2 separate regions of the Columba livia genome follow, and region 2 is linked to region 1. Evidence: chromatin contacts called from public Hi-C data. All regions are on one chromosome and are shown on one strand. The core of a region is the stretch at or near the end of the contact, and the rest is flanking DNA. Distances in the headings are between cores, read along the strand shown. Region 1 holds the start of OLFML2B (olfactomedin like 2B). Region 2 overlaps ATF6 (activating transcription factor 6).

The links. Hi-C and Micro-C count contacts between places; a contact is called where the count stands out from the background.
Region 2: a Hi-C map of crop shows a contact between it and region 1, with 2.7 times the contacts expected there. The contact joins the enhancer-like site here to the promoter of OLFML2B in region 1. A contact is called at or near these places in 2 of 2 Hi-C or Micro-C datasets (crop and liver).

The regions. Positions count from the first base shown.
Region 1 is chr8:16,970,480-16,976,609 of bColLiv1.pat.W.v2, reverse strand. OLFML2B (olfactomedin like 2B) reads right to left here and starts at 2,554. Exons shown (of 8, transcript XM_065072313.1): 1 at 2,220-2,554; 2 at 926-1,189. The coding sequence starts at 2,363.
Region 2 is chr8:17,052,688-17,058,817 of bColLiv1.pat.W.v2, reverse strand. ATF6 (activating transcription factor 6) reads left to right here. Exons shown (of 16, transcript XM_065072315.1): 7 at 843-1,063. Among named protein-coding and RNA genes, the nearest start is that of ATF6, 8.7 kb to the left of the region's middle. Within about 2 kb of position 3,042, at least 1 of the 3 cell types and tissues checked has an H3K27ac peak away from gene starts, as active enhancers do.

The DNA of each region.
Region 1 (6,130 bases), core at 1,305-3,804:
CTGCAGTCAGACAAGATGAAACACATCCTCAAGCTCCAAATTAATTAGAACAAACCCACAGTGGTGGCCCAGGGAGGAAAGCTGCCCCACAGCATCCTGCACACTGCCTGCCTTCCCACCTGAGCTGGGACCAGCAGTACTGCCCCAAGGTACGTCCCATCACCACCCACACAAGTGCCACCAGCACTCAAACTTCTGCTCTGGGGACTCCCCAGGGCTGGATCAAAGCAGAGACCCGTTGGGGAGGATTTCTACTGCCCTACACAGGTAACACACCGGAAAATTCAGTAGGGTCTGATGCCAGCTGCTAGACCAGCAGCAGTAAGCATCCATGAAAGTCATGAGACAAACACTGTCACATTTGGAAAAAAGGTACATGTTACTAAAGAGATAAAATACCAAATAGTGTAGAAGTGGCAGCATTTAAATCAACAAAACCCATCCTGCCATCAGCCAACTGTGTAACACAGCCTCACACTGACGCATCAGTGGCTTTAGGCCCACAGAACCCAAAATAGCTTTTTGCATGGATCCTCAGAAGTTCTTCTGTGCGATGGGAATGAGATCGGGCAGCTGTGGAGCAGAGCAGATCTGTCCCCCCGGGGACACTTAGCGCTGGACAAAGGGCAGGGAGCAGCCCAGTCCCTCCTGGGCTTCCAGCACAGGCAGCCACAGCAGACCCAGGCAGCACAGGATGAATTGAGTGAATCATCGACTGCAGCTGCTCAAAACAATCCCTTAAGCTGAGCTTGATTTTTATACAATACAGGCAGATATAAAAGTAACTATAGGATTTTTTTTTTTTTTTTTTTTTTTTAGGAAAAAAAAGTTTAGGAAAAAGGTTTTATAGAAAACAATCGGAAAGAAAAGGCTTCCGAAGATCTTCCCCTCCCCAAAGACACCTGAATTCAAGCTACTCTCCTACCTTCAGGTCGCTGCTCTCTGCCTCCCGCAGCTTCTTCAGCCTGAAGTCCCCCTCACAAGGGTTGAGGGCCGAGGGGGGGGCCACGCACGCACACTTGCAGCTGGGTCCTGATGTGATAGTTTCCACCGTGTAAAAGTCCTCTGCTCTGAAAGCGCCTTCGTTAATCCTTTGGCAGGCACCACGGCCCAGGGGTCTGACCAGGCATTTACACCGACAGTCGGAGCCTTCAGACACAGCTTTCACCTTGTCGTAGTCACCTAAGAGCTGAGCACAGAGCACTAGCAGTGAGCAAATTCCTCATCCTTGCTTCCCCAGGAAGGGACAAGGACACCCTGGACCTCAAGGTCCAAACGAGGACAATATGGACACCCTGAACCTTGAAGAAACTGGACAGCTCTTCCAAAATCTGCTGTCCAAGAAGTTTTCTAGAGAGTGCAGAGCTTTATGATCCCTACCTACAAGGGGAATACGAACTGGCTTCTTCCAACAGGGTATTTTTTATTCTACTTCGTGTAAAATGGACCTAGTTGCTTTGAATTTTAAATACAAACTGCACCCTGCTGTTTTCTAGTGTTCTGTGTCCAGTAGACCCACTAGGTCACCTGCTACCCTGAGCAAGATTTCTTTACACAGGTAAACATGGTAAGGGTGCGCTGAAAGGGCGACTGAAAGCCTTAAGCAGTGTAACCTGGTGGTGAAACAGTATTTCTGATTAGGCCCATACAATGCCAGGAATTTCCTTTACGGAGATTTGCAGACAGCACTTCTGAAAGCCCAAGCACAAAAATAACTTTGGCGGTATGTTTCCAATAGTCTCCACGTTAGCCATTTCCGAGGGCAGATAATAGCACACAGTCCAATCAGCCAAATCTAACAGAAACCTCCACCGCATCCCGCTGGCGGGGAAAGAGTCTGGATCCCTCCCCTCAGTACACAAAGAGGCTCCACCAATTCCTCTCCCAAGGAGTTCCCTATTTATTAAGTACCCCCTGGGAAACAATAGGATGGAGTCTGTGAACTACTCCCTGTTGTGCTTCAGTGGGTTCACTGTACCCCCGATAACAAAACTCCCTGCAGTTGCACTCACCCAGCACTGCCAGCGAGTGCACAGCATCTCTCAGCACCATCGAGCATGTACATCCAGTATCACCGAGGGTGTGCACAGCATCCCCCGGCTGGGTACCGCAGCACACAGCAGCACCTCCCGCGGTGCGCACAGCCCTGCGCCGTGGGTACCCAGTACCCTCTGAGTTGTCCAGCATCCCCCGAGGTGCCCCGCATCCCCCGTAGATACCTGGGAGAGGATGTTCTCCTGGTTGTCCGCCTCGTCCTGCAGCGGCTCGGCGGAGGGCCCGGCCGTACCGGTGGGGGGAGACTCTGCCCGGCAGCCGGCGCCCAGCACGGCCAGGCAGAGCAGCAACGGCAACGGCCGAGCCATGGGCGGGCGGCGGAGGGGGCCGGGACCAGGGCCAGGACCAAGGCCGGCGCGGAGCCGCCGCTGATCGCTCAGGTGCGGCGCGGCGGGCGGGGCCGGGCTCCCGCCCCGGTCCTCCCTCCCTTTCTCCGGTCTTCCCTCCCTTTCTCCGGTCTTCCCTCCCTCTCTCCGGTTCTCCCTCCCTCTCTCCGGTCCTCCCTCCGCGGCGGGACGGGCCCCCGGGCGGGGCCGAGAGGGCGGCGGGGCGGGGACGGGGCCGCTCCGGGCGGTGCTTCCCACCCGTGGCGGGGGCTTCCCGCAGCCCACCCCTAGCCTGGCGGGGCGGCGGCGGCCGTGCGTGGGCCTGGTGCTCAAGCTGCCTCCGTGGGAAAGGGAGAGCCCTGTCCCGGGGGGAAGGCTGGGGCCAGGAGGGAGTGGGAGGCTGCAGGGACCTGGGCATCATCTGCTCGAAGCAGGTTGTGATGACCTCCTGCACAAAGGGCTTCTCTGGGGGGGCCACCACCCACCTCGCAGCACATCTTCCCAAAATACCTGTATTGCCTTTCTGCACCAAGCAAACCTGCACATCCCACCCCTGGGGGTTTCCAGGGAGCTGGTGGGGGACAGAAAGCCATCTTTACAGCCTGCCTGGATCATTTCCTATCTCTGGTAACAGCCTGGCTCTCATCCTCTGCATGCTTTGGGTCATGGGGAAGCCATCCTGATAGCACAGCATGGCACACCATGCCTGCAGCTCTCCAGTAACACTGTGTGTGCTGGGGTCACACAAGCAGTTGATGTTTCCAAGACAGGCCCATAGCCATGAGTGCAGACCTCTGCATTCTTACTGAAATTCGGGCTGATGCCTTTGGGAAACAGCCGTGCTCTGGCAGTCCTATATCCTTCTGCATCTCCTGCCAAACGGAAATGTCCTGGACGCACTGTTCCCGGGGAAAGCACAGGCACAGCATCCTCCACTGCGTAGGTGTCTGCACTGTGGTGATGATGTCTGGACCTTGCTAAATTAATGATGAAACCTGAGATTCCCTCACAAACGTACCGATGGCAATCAAACACATGCCAGCACCACACCCCATGTATTGCACAGGCTTCCATTTGCCTAAAAATGTGCCCACAGGTCAGAGAGAGAAACCACAAGCACAGTGGGTAGCACGAGAAGCCACACAAAGCTCTTTGCTGAAGCAAGGCTGTGCACCAGCACAGCACCTCCAGCCCTTAACATGCGTGTGTCCCAAAACCACCTCAAACCTGGTGCCTGCAGCTCTGGGACAAATCACATCTCTAGGGGGGCTCCAGCTCTCACATCCCATGGACAGGCCAGAGCGATGGAGCTGACAGACACAAAGAAAACATCTTGTGTGAGAGAGGAAGTCACTGTGGCACAGGGAAGTTGCTGGCTCCAGGGCCAGGACCACAGGCTTGGTGTGGCATGGCGCTGTGCCCCCACCTCCTCCACCCTCCCTGGGAAGCAAAGCTTGTGGAGAAGGGGGCAGGGATGCATGAGTGCCTGCAGAAAGGCTGAGCAGAACAGAGCGGGAGGGGAAGGAGACAGTGAGGATGGGAGGACAAGGACAGACATCCTTTGGGCAATTGGAGAGCTATAAGAAGGCCAAGCCACTTCTAAAAGCCTCTCCCCCACCAGCCTCCCTCAAGGATAAAACATCCCTTGGGCACCAGTTCCTTCAGCTCTGTTTCCATCGCTCCATGATGACAACAGCTGAGCTTCTGGAACTAGGGGAAGCTGATTGTCTGACTGTCAGCACAGGCTGCCTTGAGGCTGCGAGACTGGGGCTTCTGCAGCCCCAGCTCACGTAGAGCAGGGCTTCCAGGAGACCTTAGCTGGCTCAGGCTGCTGGGCTCCTGTGCAGCCCAGTCACCATCAGGGTTAGCAGCCGAGAGGAGCCCCCAGAGGTCCCAAAACAAGCAGAACCTCTGACTTTTCAAGCCTTTTACTAATGGTCACTTTCAAAGGCTGGAAAAAGAAGGAAAACAAATCAACCATGCTATTTCAGAACAAAAAGGAAGGATTTCACATATTACTGACAGCCTTTGTTGATTTCTTTTCTTTATAAGGGGAAGAAAGCCTTTCTGGTGGTATTTAGCTTGGGTTAAAGACAAGTTTAATCCTGTCCTTTCAGGGCAAAAGGAGATATTGACAGGTAGTTTGGGTTCACTGTGGTCATCTCTGAAGTCTGAACATTCCCCTTTCAAGAAAAAAGAAAAACCAAAACCAACCAACAACCAAAAAAAAAAGCCCAAAAAAACCCACAAAAAACACACGCAAAATCTCCTCACCGAAAAAAGAAAAGAAAACAAACAAAACCACCAAACCCACAAACATGGGAAGACAGTGGAGCAAGCAAGTGTGGCTCTGGCTCTTCTGTCTTGTTGAAAAAGGCTGGCCTGGACCCTGGCCTGAGCAGGAGGCCCCAGTATACCCACACCTGGTCCCATTCTGGGTGACTGGTCTCATGCAGAGCAGGGGCTGCCCTAGGAAGAAGGCAGGTGGTGCTCTCCAGGTGCTAGAAGTTAAAACATCACTGGCTCTGGGAAAAAAAGCAATCAGCACTGTGACAGGCAACAGAGCATCTCTGTGCCTGGAGCTGTGGGTGCAAAAAACGGTCCCCCACCAAGCCCTGCAGAGTATGGCCCTGTGTGCCTTGCAGCTCCCCATGCTGAGGTTTGGGCAGTGCCTTGTCAAAAGCACTGGCAGGAGGGATAGTGTGCCATTACTGGTCAAATCAGGCCACGGATATGATGGTGGGAGGCTTAAAGCCTGGGCTGCCCCCGATGCTAGGTCTAGGGAGTGACTCATGTTGATTTTAGCGGATGCTGAGCTTGGCAGGACCAGGGGAGGCTGCGCATGCAGCAGCACATCGAGCCCTTCGAGAACAACCACCGCCGCCATCCCCAGCCCCGAGCCGGCCGGGTGCTCCCCTGGCCCGGGCACCGCTCCCGGGGGATGCTCGGTCCCGGGCGAGCGGCCCCGGGCGGGTTCCCGGGCCGGTCCCCGCCGCCGCTGCCTGGCGGGGCCGCCGGCGGCCGCAGTCCCGCTCCGCGGGGGCGCAGCACCACCGCGTGGCACCGCAGCCTCGCGCAGGCCCGGCCGAGTAAACGCGGGTGCTGGGGCTGTCACTCGTTAACATTCTTTGCAATTAAAACGCTTCATACTGGGGGCAGAGAGGCAGTGCCGGCCTGCCCGAGATCCCCCCGCAAGCCTTCTCCAGGCTGAACAGTCCCAACTCGCTCAGCCTTTCCTCACTTCAGTCACCTTAGGAGACCTCCACTGGACTCTCTCCGGTATGTCCACATTTCTCCTCTAGTACTGGGCAGCCCAGAACTGGACACAGCACTCCAGCTGTGGCCTCAGCACCGTCCACTTGTGCCTTCCAGAGGGCACACAGGGAAAGAAGCTGGTGGAGTTTGGCATGATGGCGCTGGGGCTCTACAGTTCAGTGTCTGCTGTCCACAGCAGCCAGGGGCTCACGAAGGCAATGCTCCTGTGGCTGTCAAGGGCCAGGAGGGAGATAACCGGGCATTTGAAGTGAGAGGTGGACCTAACAGATGGCACTCACTGGTGGAGAGCACATGGTTGGATGGCAGGAGACCATGTAGCCTGGCAAGGGGCTGCAGCAAGCAGTGACAGCCCCTCGTGTATCAGCTCCACCACACAGCTTTGCTGCAGGTGCCCAGGGTGAGGGAAGCTCTCTCCTGCCTCCATCTGCTGAAGGAGAAAACCAACATCACGGAGTGATGTGACTAGACAGGAA
Region 2 (6,130 bases), core at 1,793-4,292, 82 kb before region 1:
GGAACATGCTGTTTCTGAAAGCCGGCGAGGTCATCCTGTTACAAAGGATTAGAGAGTCCTTAATGTGTTTTCAAACAACAAAATATTACTAAGCACCTGCTTGAATTAAATGTAGTTGTTGGAGTGAAATTTCTTGGATGTGACTGTTCTTAATTCTGTTTCAAACTCTGTCAAAATTACCTCATTTTTTCTGCCTGCTTTTATTTAAGATCTGTTCAGCTTCTGCATAAAATTTCTTACATAAGACATTTCTCAAAAAAAATTAGTCTTGTCTTAGTGTGAATTGTGGCTTTAACTTAGGCTTTGAAAGTAACTTGCATGATTCTCATTTATCTTCTTCCTCTATGCTGTTTCTGAATTGGTTTATATAGTATGAGTTGCTTCTGCATAGTAAGTTTTCCACTGAATAGAGCAATAAAGTAGGGATGGACAAAAGGAAGAAGAAGGATTGAGGTGAGCTGACTAAGTTCTTTGAAAAAGTTGCTCAAGTGCATCAAGTGTTAGCAATACCAAAATGAGTAATGTTTCTAACAAGTGTTGACTTTTATAAACTTTGAAGCGCTATGGGGTTTTGGGAGAGAGTTGATTTAGTGGATCCCTGTAATATGTGTGGTTTTGGTTTGCAGGGTGGATTAAGAGTCCTGCAGACTTTCGAGTTGTTTTCTTTGCCATTCCTATGTTGTGGAAGGTACTAATGCTGAAGAGTTGGACTTAAGATAAATGGTGTGGGACTGGAGAGGAAGCAAGGCTTTCTACCTCCTGTCTCAGTATTCCCCTACAAACTGGTCATGTACAAATCCATTCAATATCGTACGCTGAGCACTCCTGTCCTTGTGTTCTAGGTCCGTCAGTGGTGCTCCCCCAGCCCACTGTGGTGCAGCTCCGGGCTCCTGGGGTGCTTCCTGCCTCCCCACCCGTCATCGCTGTCACCGGAGGGACCACGCCACTTCACAGTCACACGGTGAACGCGTTGCCTGCAGCTGCTGGAAATGGCTCAACAAGCGGCAAAACACCAGTGACTAAGCCCTTGCTTCAAAGCCCCACACCAGCAATGGGACTGGATGTAAGTTCTCACTGTGATGACAGCTGATAACCAAAGCCTGGAGACAGTTTTCGGTTACCTGCATGTGGGATGTAGTGTGAGAACCAGGTCACTTTAGAGGGTCAGGAAGACAGTGCTGTAGTTTGGCTTTTCTAATGGGATTTCTAACAGTAAACAAGGCATTTGGCAGCTTGGTAGGAAATGGGGAGAAACAGCTTGATATCTGGTGGCCTGCCTGGAGCTGCATACCAGGTATGCAAGCATTGTGGCAGAAGACAGTGCTGATATATTTTTTTACTTAGCTTGTAAGCTCTAAATGGCTGGAGCTGTCTTACATACAGGAGGATTTGATATATTTGGTTTTGGATTAGTGCTAAACTGTTTTTCTAATCCATAGAACAAAAGCTCTCCTTTGGAAGTAGATGAATTGGAAATGTCAGCAGTGTGTCTGATTCTTTTTCCACCCCCTTTATCTCTCCCCGGATTTTACTCATGATTTTTAAAAACTTCAGGTGTTGAGTTTCATACGATCCTAATCTATTCAGGCTCCCTTTTGATCTTCTACTGAATGAGTAGAAAAGGGTTAAACTCTCAACAATCACTGCTCAAATAAATAAGTTTTTCCACAGTAGCTCACGATAAGCGGTAGATATAAACAGAAATGGCTTTTGAGATATGTGGGATTTTTTTTCCCCTTCAACTTTGACATCTTAACTAACAATTACATCTTTGACATCTTAACTAACTAATCAATTAACAGCTGGATGTTAATTAATTTAGTTCTTTGTAGTTTGGAGCTGCTTGGGTTGCATTTTGTCATCCAAAGGAAGGCATGGCTGTGGAAAGTACTGAAGCTTCTTATTTGTGGCTTTTAAACTTTCAGGGTATCGTTCTCCCCTGTGGCATTCCAAGCACAGTTGTCATTTGCTGAGGGTCCTACTGCATTTCTCAGTGTGAGGGAGAAAACACTGGTGTCCATTCACATGAAATTTTGCAGTGTAGTCACCTGCCTATTAGCAGTGCACGACACTGTTTCTCAAAGGGATGTGCCTTCTGCCTTCTTTGGAGGGATGTTGTTATGCTGTTTCCTAGTGTCTGAGAATTGCCACTTGTGCTTGATGTTAAATTTTCATCGCTGTTTGTGTTGGTCCGTGGGCTGGATTTTTAAATGAAAAATTATTTACTACAAATAAGTCGCCAGCCAGACTGCAGTGGAAAGCTAATCTTGAATTTGCAAGAAGCCGACAAAGATCTGTCAGTAGACAGACCAGTTAAGGGCTCTGCATTTTTAAATGTTATTTGCCTGCCGTGCAAAGTCAAACTGAAGAGACCTGTTAGCAGTCCTTAGATTTGTGACTCCCTGTCATCAGGACTAGCCTGGCTCCTTGCCATTGTCTGAATATAAGGTTTAATTGACAAAACCCCCTTGGTGTCATCACACTTCATATATACATCTGTGACAGTCAGTAGTCAAGTGTGTAGCTGGGATAAGGAACAGCTGTTTGTTTTGAGCTATGGTGGTGTGAATATTTCCACCTGAAGCTGTTCTAAGGAGGCAGTTTTAAGACTTGATATCAGCCTAAATGCTGCACATCTTACCTGTGTTTATTGAAACATGGAAAAAACAGTTGCAGCTGCTCTTTGGCACATACTGTGTAATAACACTTGGAAAAAAAACAAATGTTTCAGGATACAGCTGGCACCAGCAGGGTTAAAACGTCTTGTGACTGGCCTAGACGCCATGTGTGGTGCTCAGGGCTGCACAGATGTAGCTGTCATTTGAGCTCTGTAACACGTGTTTTTGTTTGCTAATCTAAGCAGGTGTTGCAGGATGAAAAGAAACAATGCATGACTTTCTTTTGGGCTCTAGAGGGATAAAGTGTTAGTTTAACATTCAGCCAGTCCAGTGGATTAGACTGAGATGAGCTGGTGGCAAGCTGTACGCGTGAGCCCTCTGATGTGCTAGTCCTGGTGGCACGCGTTGGCGCGGGGAAGTGCCAGCCTTTCAGTGCCGTCACGCTTCACTCGGAAACCCGTGAAGAACTTTGCATTAGGAAGTTGGACAAAAGAAATGCTGCCTCAGCAAGCTGCTTTTCCTGTTGAAGGAAAGAGGCACTTAACCAAAAAAACAGATTGCCTTTCCTGGTGCAATTAAATGATATGAGAACATAGACAGTAGGTGTGAGAGTGAATCCAGTTTTGTTGTGTTCTTATAGGGCCTTTCTCTCATGTTTCCACTCTGGTGAGAAAGGATTTAATTCTGCCTTCCAATTTTGTTCATAAGAAAATATTGAAAAATTAGAAGAAATTAGATTATGCAAAATTACTTCAACATAAATGTGGATTTCTATTAAAGAATCCTACTTTCTGTGCTGTACATTGCTTGATTTTCAAATTAAATAAACTCAGTCAAGTTGTGTTCTGTTGAATTAAAGACAAGAAAACCCAGATCCTTCATAAGAACAGAGGAAACACTTGCATAGGTTTTGTATTCCTGCGTTTCAGCTGCATCTTCAAAGACAGCAGGTTTCATAAGCTGAAGTAAGAAGCCAGCCAGTGTAACGTTGCAGTGATTTGTACTTTCAGCTCTTTGTTAACTTTCCTGGTATATGTACCAAAAACTTGGTGAAGTGTGAGAAACATTCTTAACACCTTGTGCTAGAAATACAGCTTAAGTTTGAGTGGATGTTAAATTTTGCTCAGAACTGAGTTTTCTTTGGAAGACTAAATTGAGATAGTGTTTATTTGTAAAGTGCATGACTCTTTGTGAAGACTCTGAAAACAAAGGACAGTCTGAATCTAGTAAGTACTGTTTGAAGCCAGGATTTTTAAGGAACCTTTCACTTCTCCATGTTTATATCTTGTGTGTGTGTTGTGTTGTTGGGAGTGTAATTTTTGAAGCTAGGGAGCAAAAGTTGCATCACTGACTAATGTTTGATTTTATTTTTTTTTAAATGCCAGTATTTTCCCTTTATGGTCTGTGTTTACTATCTGGAGTGGTAAATTGATACAATACAACCTACAAAGAGGGACACTGCCAAAGAAGTTAGCACAGATGTTTGTTACACTTAATCTGTGTTCAGCACTTGTGCAAAGCAATGTTCTTCAGGTGGTCTGTCATTATAAATGGGTTCCTCTCACTCTTCTGATTATCAAAATGCTCAAGCAAGGGGTGTGTTTATCTTGATGCCTCATCAGCTGTGTAATGCTTAGTGCTGTGCTGCTTCCAGGTTTAAGCATTGTTGTGCTGTTTCACACACACACACTTCTTTCCGTTTCCTCCATCACATTTAGGTAGGATCAGGTGTGCACTTGTGGCTTATTCACTAAGAAAAGCCAGGCAAGCCCTAGAGGATTGACCAAAGACCTTAAACTGATTTAGGGATTGTCAGTTAAAACAAAGTAACTCAAGGACAGGAATAGTTCTGGGTTTCATTTTAGCAAGCTTCAGAAATGAGTCACAGTGAAACTGGTGTGGCATAGACTGAAATGCACGAAGTACCTTGAATTGGACTGTTGTTCCTTACAGCATTTGGAGAACACTGTAAAGGAGCTCAGTCTACATAAATACCATCTGAAACGTAACCGGTAGTGTCTGAAATGGTGATAGATGTACCTTGGGATGTACTCTTGGTGTACATCGCTGCACTGGTGCTTCAACTCTGTTTTTTCCAGGGAAGCAGGTAGATTTTTCAGGTGTTCCAGACAGTCAGAAGCTGTCCAGTAATGAATAACTCTGACCAGGTCTGCAAACAAGAATGGATGTAAACAATTTGGTCTTCTCTGACTTCATCATGCAAAACTTATTTTTGAAAAGAGGAATGTGACTACTTGTTTGGAATATCATGTAACTCAAGCCACAGCTGCTGCACGAGCTCATTCCTTATTATTTCATCTCTGGACAGTTGAAATGATCCTGGCCCCAAATTACTGTACTCTATACACTGCAGACCTTGGATAGCCTGAATATTTTTTTTTCCAAAGTGTTTATGTGTCTGCAGAAGTTTTCTTATATTAAGTATTGTAGTGCTTAAAAAAATTCAAGACAAAGCTTTGTGTTAATGAGAATATGTTAAAATCTTTTCCTTCTCTACCCTCTGCTAGAGAGGGAAACTGGAGTAAGTACAAACAGCTTCACTTTCACAGACTTTTGTTGGTGTCAGACTAGACATATAATAAATGATCTTTACAGAAAGCAATTAGATCAACGTGGAAACAGCCCAAAATGTTAATGCACTGTAAAATGTTTTCTTAGTCTTTGTCACCAGACTGCAGTATCACAAAGAAGAATGACTTCTTCAAACAACCTGCAGCCAATTTTTCTTGCAGACACCAAAGCCCTGGAGCAACATATTGGCTGTGTGTGGGTATATACAGGGAGAGAGTTGGAAGCTGTAGATAAGGTTGTTTAAGCAACAAGACCTTAACTGGAGCACACTATCTTAAGTTTGTTAATGTTACTATTCTGTGACCTGTTCATTTCTTCCTACACTGATACTTCTAGACTAGTTCTCATATTTTTTCTTTAGCTTTTGTGCTGTGATAGATGCAGATTACTCCAGTGCATCTGTTGGTAGCTACTGGAGGATATTCAGGTCGCTGTAAGATAGAGCATTCAGTTTTCTTTCAGTGTAAACATCATTAAGGCACATCCTGTTGTAGCTTAATGATGTGATGGAAGTCTTCTGTTTTTAATAAAAACAGAGTTGCTGTTACTATTCTGTGAGGGAAAGGAAATCAACAGAGTAGTGTTTAAACTTACAATTTCAAGTAGTTTTGTGTAGCTCTGCAGTATCGATCATCATTATCCTTGTCAGCACCAAGGTGCTTTCAGTCTAGGTCGTCCCACTCAGTGCAAACCACAAAATGAGTAAGTGGTAAAAGATGATAGACTGTTACTGCTTGGGAAAAAAAAAATTAGAGTCCTCAAGACTGTTGGAGGATGGGGAGGGATTACTTTGAACTGTCCCCGTCTGGTCTTGCAGACCAAATGCCTGCTAGCGGCTGGAATGAGTTGTGCCCTCCTGGAGTGTATTTGCTGGTTTAGCTTCATCCAGAAGGAATTCCAGTTTGTCTGCTCTATCAGAG